Linked DNA regions of Ctenopharyngodon idella: region 1 is linked to region 2. The links are chromatin contacts, called in public Hi-C maps. All regions are on one chromosome and are shown on one strand. The core of a region is the stretch at or near the end of the contact, and the rest is flanking DNA. Distances in the headings are between cores, read along the strand shown.

Region 1 (4,939 bases), core at 2,384-4,883, 130 kb before region 2:
CCGAATTTACTCCAAACAGCGAAAGTCTGGTTTTAATACAATACTATTCACAGAACAATGCTACTCCACATAGTATTTAAAAAAAATATATATATAAAAAAAAAAACACTACAATAATTTGAAACATATTTCTAAATTAAGAATATTCACACTAGAGCCACTTCAACTCAATTCCAAATTACTTTTACAAAAAATATTAATTTGGTTAAAAGGCAAATTTCTGCCCTCGTATTCAAGTAAAATTTAGTGTACTTCACCAGTAGTTGGCGCTGCTTTCGAAACCTCCATAAGCATGCAAGTCTATTAGCTGCTCTACCAAACTGTTGTTGAATTCAGAACCACATTTAACATATTTCTATAGCGAAAAAATGAACGCTAGTACGTGTTTCAATAATCAGCATGTCTATTTACTCAAAGCATGTTCTTAGCTGTAATATAGCATTGTATTTTTCACACCACTATCCTTTCACAGCATATGAACGGGCCATTTCATCCATTGTTGAATTTTACTATCATAATCATTCTATGCAAACATCAGCCTGTATTTAACCTGCCTTAAACTACCTTAATTACCAAATCACTTTACCAAAAATTTTATTTTTATGGATATCAGTGGAAATTATACTAATAGACTCAATGAAGCAGGCATGTGGCCACAACAAACAATGAAATGGTTTATGCAATACACAAAAACTTTGAATTGGTTTGAAATCATGAGGAAATTAAAACCAATTAACACTCAAGACCACAAGCACAGTCTCAGAAATAACTCAAAACAACTGAATTTTTCCCCCTCAGGTTTATTATATGAAAATGTACAGAGAGATTTTAACGGTAGGACTTCTGGTAGCGTGCGCGAGCTCCAGGTCCACCGAACTTCTTGGACTCGCAGCGGCGGGGATCAGCGACCAGCAGGGTCCTGTCATACTGAATCAAGATATCCTTGATCTCTTTCTTGGAAGCCTCATCCACATCTGGGAGAAGAGAAATATGACAATGAATGCAGATACTTACACATTCATCTTCAACAAATGACGACAAAGACACCACACTTACATTTCTGATAGTAGGCAACCAGGGCTTTAGAGATGGCCTGACGAATGGCTAAAAGAAGAGAGAAACGTTAATGTCAATACAGAAGTATTGGTAACATTGAGGCCTTAGAAAAGAATCTATCCATTTACTGTTCACTGATTATCAAGTACAAATACTTTTACGGTTAGACAATCCAGAGAAAACGGGTTTCACCATCAGCCAGTGTTACTAACCGTAAATCTGAGCGACGTGTCCACCACCCTTCACACGAACTCTGATGTCAACACCAGCGAAGCGCTCCTTACCCAGCAGCAGAAGAGGCTCCAGCAGCTAAAGAAAACAGAATCGCACTCTGTTAGTAAACATATGAACAAAATCTCCTCACACAAAGCTAAGTCTGTGCGGTACACTTGAAGGATTAGTTCACCCAAAAATGAAAATTCCCTCATGTTTCAAACCTGCGAGACTTTCGTTTGTCTTCAAAACACACATGAAGATATTTTTAATAAAATCTGAGCAATTTCTGTCCCTCTATTAACAGCTACACAACTTCCATTTCAACACTTCAAAAAGTTCATAAAGAGATTGTGAAACTAATCCATATGAATTGAGCGGATTAGTCCAAATGTTTTGAAGAGACTTGAATGCTTTATATGATGAAAAGATTTTATTTAGGCTTTTATTCACATATAAATATTCTGTTCATCATATAAAGCGATCGAGTCTCTTCAGAACATTTGGACTAAACCGCTCAGTTCATATGGATTAGTTTTACAATCTCTTTATACATGGACTGTCAATGGAGGGACAGAAATCTCTCAGATTTAATTTAAAAGATCTTCATTTGTGTTCTGAAGATGAACATAAGTCTTAAGGGTTTGGAGCGATATGAGAGTGAGTAAATGACTATTTACATTTTGGGTGAACTAACCCTTTAAAGTTGGCATGGAGTGAAATCTGCGATCATCTTTACTGTTATTATGACATAGATCCGAGTGGAAATGGAAGAATTTTCCATTTTGATTTCATAGTGACTTTAATAAGAGTAGTTCACATAAAAGTGAAAATTCTGTCATTTGCGCATCCTACATGTCAGTCATTTGATGACGTTCTTCTGCAGAACTTAAAAATACTACTTACTTTCTTATTGCAGTGAATGCAATCAAGCCCCAATAAAGACACAAACCCACCACAGAAGTATCAAAAATATTAAAACGGTCCATGTGACATATGCGCTGATTGAATCAATGAGTTGAACTTGAGAACTGGACTGGTTTGATTCATGAATGTAAACAGTATTAATACACTGAAAAGCGGCATAATTTTCCCATGAACATGGCAACAATTTCCAAGGTTTTCAGTAAACAAAATCTTCCATTTTGGCGTGTTTCTTGCAGAAAGCTGACAGCACCAATTGAAATCTGGATATGCTTTAAAAATACACTTTATTTTCCACAGAAAAAAAAAAAAAAGTTATACCGGTTTGGAACAGCATGAATGAGTAATGAACAAATCTACATTATTTGTGTGAACTATTCCATTAACAAATCATTCAAGTGTTTACTGAAATAGAGATCTGAATATTTCTATTCTAAGCACTCAATGTCTGTGTTAAAAGTACCTTGTACTGCAGAGTAACAGGCTCGATCATCTCAAGAGGTCTTCCATTGACTTTAATAAGTCCGTTTCCCCTCTTGCAGTGGGCAACAGCAGTGGCTGTTTTCTGTTGATAGTGAACAAATAGATCAGCCAACTCATCTCCATTACATGAGACTCATGCTCTTACATATTTAAACTAAATATGACACTAAGATATATGTGGTCTTAAATCTTGCTACTGATGAACCAAAGCATTGCACATTCAAAAGATCCCCTAAATACTATATTCTAGGATATTCTTATGATCAGAATCGAGAACCATTGCTATAATAAGCCAAGCACAAGTACAGGCTAACAGTTGTTAGCAAGACGGACAAGACGACTGTCTGCTATATATCTATCAAACTATTTAACAACAGAAAATATGCAGATCGGATGCAAAAGCAACTGTTTTGTATCATTTACAGCTGTACATGTACACACTAGACTGTCCCACGTGTCAGCAAAATGTATTACCAACACAATATTCATCACTCACTGTCAATCTAAACGGGACATAGGCTTATTTTACATTTTAAGTGGTTTAAAAGCACATATACTTGTTAATGGCCTCTAACTGTTATGTTTATTACATCGACTATATAAAACATTGGCATCACAGTCTTTTACAACCTCACACATCTGTTAGCATAGCCAGCTAACCTCAAACCCTCATCAGCGCCGTGCGCGAGCACATGAGGACATACAGCCTTTAAATACTCACTTTACGTCCAAAAACCTGGACAGACTGTAGAGGACCTTTAGCTGGCATGATTCTGGAATAAAAACAAAGTAATTGTCCTTTAATTTAAGCATAAATTTATCTTTAAACACGTATATTAGTGAGAACCGCTTGAGGAACAAACCTTTCAGAGCTCGAGCGCCGTTCGGAGAGGCCGCACAGGGGTTTCCCGTGCGCAAAAGCAGGGGCGCTGTCGTAAAGACTCTTGTGTTTACGACAGTCGTCATTGCTAAAGATTTTTTTTTTTTTTAATTCTTAACACTTCACAACAGTTCAAACAACAAATATTCACGTAATTAAATAAATGAACTAATATTTATAGATTTTATCTGTAACACTGTTATGATCCACCTCATTTTCCTTCTCATGTGAAGGAAGCATATTCAAATTTCAAAGAGATCCGATCATTCCGATTACTATACTTATTATTACATCAAAACGATCATTAAAAAAAAAAAAAAAAAACAACAACAACAACAACAACAACAAAAATGCTCTGAAACCAGCGTTTAAAATAAAAATAAAAAATTGTTTTGACTTTTTTATTCCACATGCTTAATGTTACACCTCAACACTAGATGGCGCTCTGTTACAAGAATCAGTCGAATCAACACCATTGGAGTCGAATGAGCTTGGCAGACCAAGTGCATCATCTTTCATATTACGTCATACTTTTGATGATTTTTGATATATATGCTAGGTTAAGAAACAATTGAAAAGCATTATAGTAATAATTTTAACCCCAATTTTCTGTTTTATACCCCAAGGGTTAATAGCTTCTCTAATTTTAATAGGATGATCTGACTGTTGTACACACTAGATACACTTAAGTCAGCTGTGATTTTTAATTTATTGTATTTTTTTCTATACTATGTATTTGCTGGTGTCAAATTGTCCTTAAACAGAAACAAAATAATTATAACGGATCAATGGATAGCCTACTACACCCTTGTGAAAAAGAAGTGCACTTAACTGTAGTATACTTCATCCTCAAAGTAAAAACTGCACATGTGAAGTATGATCTTGATCTATCTATCTATCTATCTATCTATCTATCTATCTATCTATCTATCTATCTATCTGTCTATCTGTCTGTCTGTCTATCTATATATTGAAAACATTACATTCAGTTCACAATTAAGCGTATTAAGTATATAATTTCTGTGATAAGTATGCTAAAGTGTACTTTTTCACAAGGGCAGTAACATTTTTGTCAACTTTTTGTGTTATCCTGCTGGATACAGTTTAGACCAGAGGAATATATTATAAGAATTTGAAGAAAATAAGAGGTTAATCTCAATGAAATGTACAATGAACTTTTTTATTTATTTATTTTATTTTATTTTTTTCCTTTTACATACATCACTGGGGTCTTTGGAGTGCCAAATATATAGTCTCATCTCATAATCTCAACAGAACATGACTTTTAAGTATAATTTTAAATGTATACTATTTTAAAGTCTTTATTTGTGTTTAAATAAGGGTTTTATTTGAATGTATTTGTACATTTGATCTTTATCGGTG
Region 2 (4,366 bases), core at 73-2,572:
CAACATAAAGTGCATTAAATATTACATTACGTCAGGATTTCTTAGACCGGGGTTCGTGATGGAATGGGTTCATGAGTTTAATGAAAAGTTATCTCTAACTTATGAACTTAAATTTTCAGAGGCTTCTTGTGAGAACATGTAATTATGTAATCAGTAAAAAAAAAAGTAACTGTAGTCTGATTGCGAGTATTTTAAAATGTAATATAATCTAATTACAACTACTAACTTTTTGGAATCTGATTACGTAACCCAGATTACATGTAATCAGTTACTACCCAGCACTGAGTATATACACAGCATTCACTAAGTAGTACTCTGAACACAGCCAGATAGATAGATAGATAGATAGATAGAGACAGAACAACAAACATGGAGAGTAGAAATAATATCCTGTAGTCATTGTTTATTCATCAGTATGTTTTTTAGATGATAATATTAGCAATACATATTCAGGCTCTATTAGGTTGACTTATATCCATATTTATGCATTTTCCTGTGATATTTGTATTTACAATCTGTTCCAAAAGGCTAATGCCCCCAATTCATTGCTCTTATTACCATGCATGGGCTCTCATTAACCAGGCAGCATGATTTTCCAATACAATTTCTTTCTGTTATTGATTTGACTGTAGGCCATGGATGTGCTAGGGGGTCACTGGAAAATTCAGACCAATGGTGTAAAAAAAAAATAAAAAGGAAAAACAATCAAAAACCTCAACATTGTTACTGTTTCATCCTGCTTTCTAAATGTGTAGTGTTGTATTTTCTGGGTTTCCTCTGTTCACTGTTGCCCTCAGCTTGCTTAACAGGGTTTTAAGGCAAAGCTGCTTTGGAACAATATTTTTTCCTGAAAAATGCTGAACAAAAAAATGTGTCTTTTATTTAAAGCTGACAGTGCTCAGAGTAGAAAAAGACTCAATTTTCCCACATAATAATTTAATAATTGTCTTTGAATACAGTGTTGTGCCAATATACATGTGGCACAACATATGATACATCAGTCTTTTGAGGAACATTTATTTTTAAATAATCTTAATCATCTACTAGAATGTTTGAATATTCTTTAATATTTCAGGCTTTGCTGGATTAATATCTGTTCTCACGCATGAAAATATATAGCTGCCTTCATATTTGGAGGTTCTTGGAATTTGAAACAAGTGGTATTGGCTATTTTCCTAGACGCATTTATATGCATACTATAGCACTGCTTAAACATTGCGTTTCATAAATCATGCAGGACACCTCAGAAAGCCACAACATTATGTAACTATCGCATTGCATGGATTGCAGTATCTTGGAGTGGCCTCTGGCTGTGATCTGAAGTATTGAATTATTGCGCGGCCATTTTTGAGTTGTGAAATTTGGAGCTCTCTCTTTTCACTGTTGTTCGGCAGCAAACGTTGAAGCTGAAACGACGCTATTCTGAAAAGAAAACCCAAAAACATGCGTCTTTTCCAAACTACGCGTTTAAAACACATCTGCATTGGAAATGTAACTGTGTCTAGAGTTAAGGAATGTAACAAAACAGTGTGTGTTGTAGGTTCAAGATGTTTGTTGGGTATTAAGTTTTCTTGCACAGGTGTATCTGGACCATACCTGCAAAAGGTAAAGACAAATATCGGACATGGAAGTATACCGCTAGCTTGTACGCCAAACACAAATTATAACGAACACAGAAAACATTTTATTCGTGCATTTTCATCACAATACACTTATGAGGACGCGTTTGGCCTGGCACGTGACAAACCCGAAAAGTTCTGGAGTGGAGCGGCTCGTGGTATCACTTGGTTTGAACACTGGACCAAAACTCTGGATAATACGGATACAGTGTTTCCAAAATGGTAAGTACAGAATGGGGCGTTGACATATTCCAGTAACAGTCACAGAATGGAATTGAACGCAAGGGTCTCGAGCGCGATAACTGTCGTTAAAGGGAAAGTTCACCCTAAAATTATGTGAGGCACAATGACAGCCTCAGTCACCATTCGCTGTCACCGTATGGAAAAATAAATGCTATGAAAGTGAATAGTGACTGAGCCGTTCAGGCCCTAACATTCTGCAAAACAACAGTTACTCTGAAAGAAGGAAGTAAGTCAGACATGGTTTTTGGGAGAAATAAAACATGAGGGAGAGTGAATTATGACAATTTGCATTTCTTTTTAATTTAACGCCCCTCTTTTAAAAACGCAACGCCAATGGCGCGCGACGCAACGAAATGACGTATATCTGACTCATGGGTGTCTAGACCAATCAAAAACAGCGCAGACGAACGCTTCCTGTCTCAACGCCCCCTTCCGTGTAGGGAATTGCGTTTTTTGTGTTTGTTGTGGGTTGACATTGAATAAATGAGAATGTGGTTCAGCAAGAGGATAGGATTTATATATCAACATCTTTAAATCTGAATTATATTTATCCATTGTTTATTTTTCTCTCTCTCGAGATGAAGCAAATGCTTGTTATTTTCCCACCCCTTATACAACTCTAAGTAGTTCCTTGTATATATTTTATACATATTATTATATATTCATAGCAAGATAACAAATATACATTAATTTTAAACACCAACCAAATTTTTTACAAAGAACCCATCACCCTATAATCACATATCTCAAAGCAATCAGTATTATAACCCACAATCACCTCTGTTTATCCTCATATTCTTTTAATAACACGTTTTATACAACTTTTTACACCTGCTCCAAACTATTCCACAACCTCACCCCACAAATAGTGATGCACATACATTTAAGAGTTGTTCTTATTTTGAGCATTTTAAAGTTTAATTCTTCTCTCAAGTTATACCCACCCTGCCTTTCCATAAACGTTTGTAAATTTCCCAGAAGTAAATTATTTCTTACTTAAAACATGACTTGTGCCATCTTAAATTTAACCAGATCAATGAACTTCAGTGTATGTGACTTTAAGAATAATGAATTTGTCTGTTCCAGATATCCAACATCATTATTGATGATTCTGATTGCTCTCTTTTGTAATGTGTAAAGACTGTAGGTGCAGTGTTGCCAGGTCCGCTGTTTTCCTGTGGAACTGGGCTACTTTTACGCTGTTGCTGCGGGTTGTTTTTCATGTCCGTGGGACCCCAAATAACATGATATTTAGCCCCTGGAATGCTAATTTTACCAGGGAACTCCACCAAAAACGAGTATTTTACTCCCCGGAACACGATTTTTACCATGGGACCCCCCCCCCCCCCCAAAAAAAAAAAAAAACACTTAATTTATCATGGTCAAGGTATCATAATGTGAATATTGCTTTTGTTCAACTATTTCTTTAAGAACACCGGTTTCCATTACAGGTTTGTTGGAGGAAAGCTGAACATGTGTTATAATGCTGTTGATCGGCATGTGGAGAATGGAAGAGGTGATCAAGCAGCTGTCATTTATGACAGTCCAGTTACCGGCACTAAACAAGTCATCACATACAGAGAAATGCAGGAGCAGGTAAAACACTAAAGGTGCGGTCACATTAGTGAAAATTTGGTGAAATTTCTTGGGCAAAAATGGTCGTCAATAGTGTAGTGATGTATGAAGCGCAGCTCACACAGAAGTCATTAAAAAAAAAAAAAAGCAGCTCTCTGTTGGCCAGTGCAGCAAATTTGCGTGATCAACTTGAACCTGTTGATAAATCTGTATGGGCAATCTTTCGCCCTCACGCGAAATTCCCAATTGTGTGGATTCCTATTGAAATGACTGGATTTTGCCCATGAAAATTCACCGGACAAGATCAGATGTTGACCGCACATCAAGTCTTTGAAACCAGGAACCTTCCTCCTCTTCCAAAATGCTGGACCAATTTGCATTTAATGTCCATTTTCTGTTGTTTTGATCAATTGATATTGTAGGATTTCTGACTTGCCTCCAGTTTGTCAGAATTTGTATACGTATCCATAAAATTTAGCTTCCACACACCTGTTTTTGTAGGTGTCCAGGTTGGCGGGTGTTCTGGTGAGGCATGGCGTGAAGACGGGTGATCTGGTGGTGATCTATATGCCCATGGTTCCTCAGGCTATGTTCGCCATGTTGGCATGTGCCCGTATTGGTGCCACCCACAGCCTCATATTTGGAGGATTCGCCTCCAAAGAGCTCTCCGTTCGTATCGACCATGCTAAGGCAAGCCTTTGGGTTTTCTTATTATGAAAATGAATAAACTATTTTTGTAAATGCATATCTCCGCTGAGGTTGCGAAAACCACTTTCCCTCTTAAATCATCTTTTTCTCCGCAGCCCAAGTTGCTGGTGACTGCATCATTTGGCATCGAGCCGGGCAGAAGAGTGGCGTACATTCCCCTGGTGGAGAAAGCTCTGGAGCTCAGCACTCACAAACCACATAAAGTCCTCATCTACAACCGG

What was found. Hi-C and Micro-C count contacts between places; a contact is called where the count stands out from the background.
Region 1: a Hi-C map of muscle shows a contact between it and region 2, with 5 times the contacts expected there. The contact joins the promoter of rps16 here to the promoter of acss3 in region 2. A contact is called at or near these places in 2 of 2 Hi-C or Micro-C datasets (both in muscle).

The regions. Positions count from the first base shown.
Region 1 is chr4:4,185,269-4,190,207 of HZGC01, reverse strand. It overlaps rps16 (ribosomal protein S16), which reads right to left and starts at 3,633. Exons shown (of 6, transcript XM_051892119.1): 1 at 3,540-3,633; 2 at 3,398-3,449; 3 at 2,657-2,758; 4 at 1,269-1,365; 5 at 1,057-1,104; 6 at 781-974. The coding sequence starts at 3,445. The coding sequence ends at 829.
Region 2 is chr4:4,055,166-4,059,531 of HZGC01, reverse strand. acss3 (acyl-CoA synthetase short chain family member 3) reads left to right here and starts at 1,322. Exons shown (of 16, transcript XM_051890709.1): 1 at 1,322-1,841; 2 at 3,314-3,458; 3 at 3,939-4,127; 4 at 4,241-4,366. The coding sequence starts at 1,444.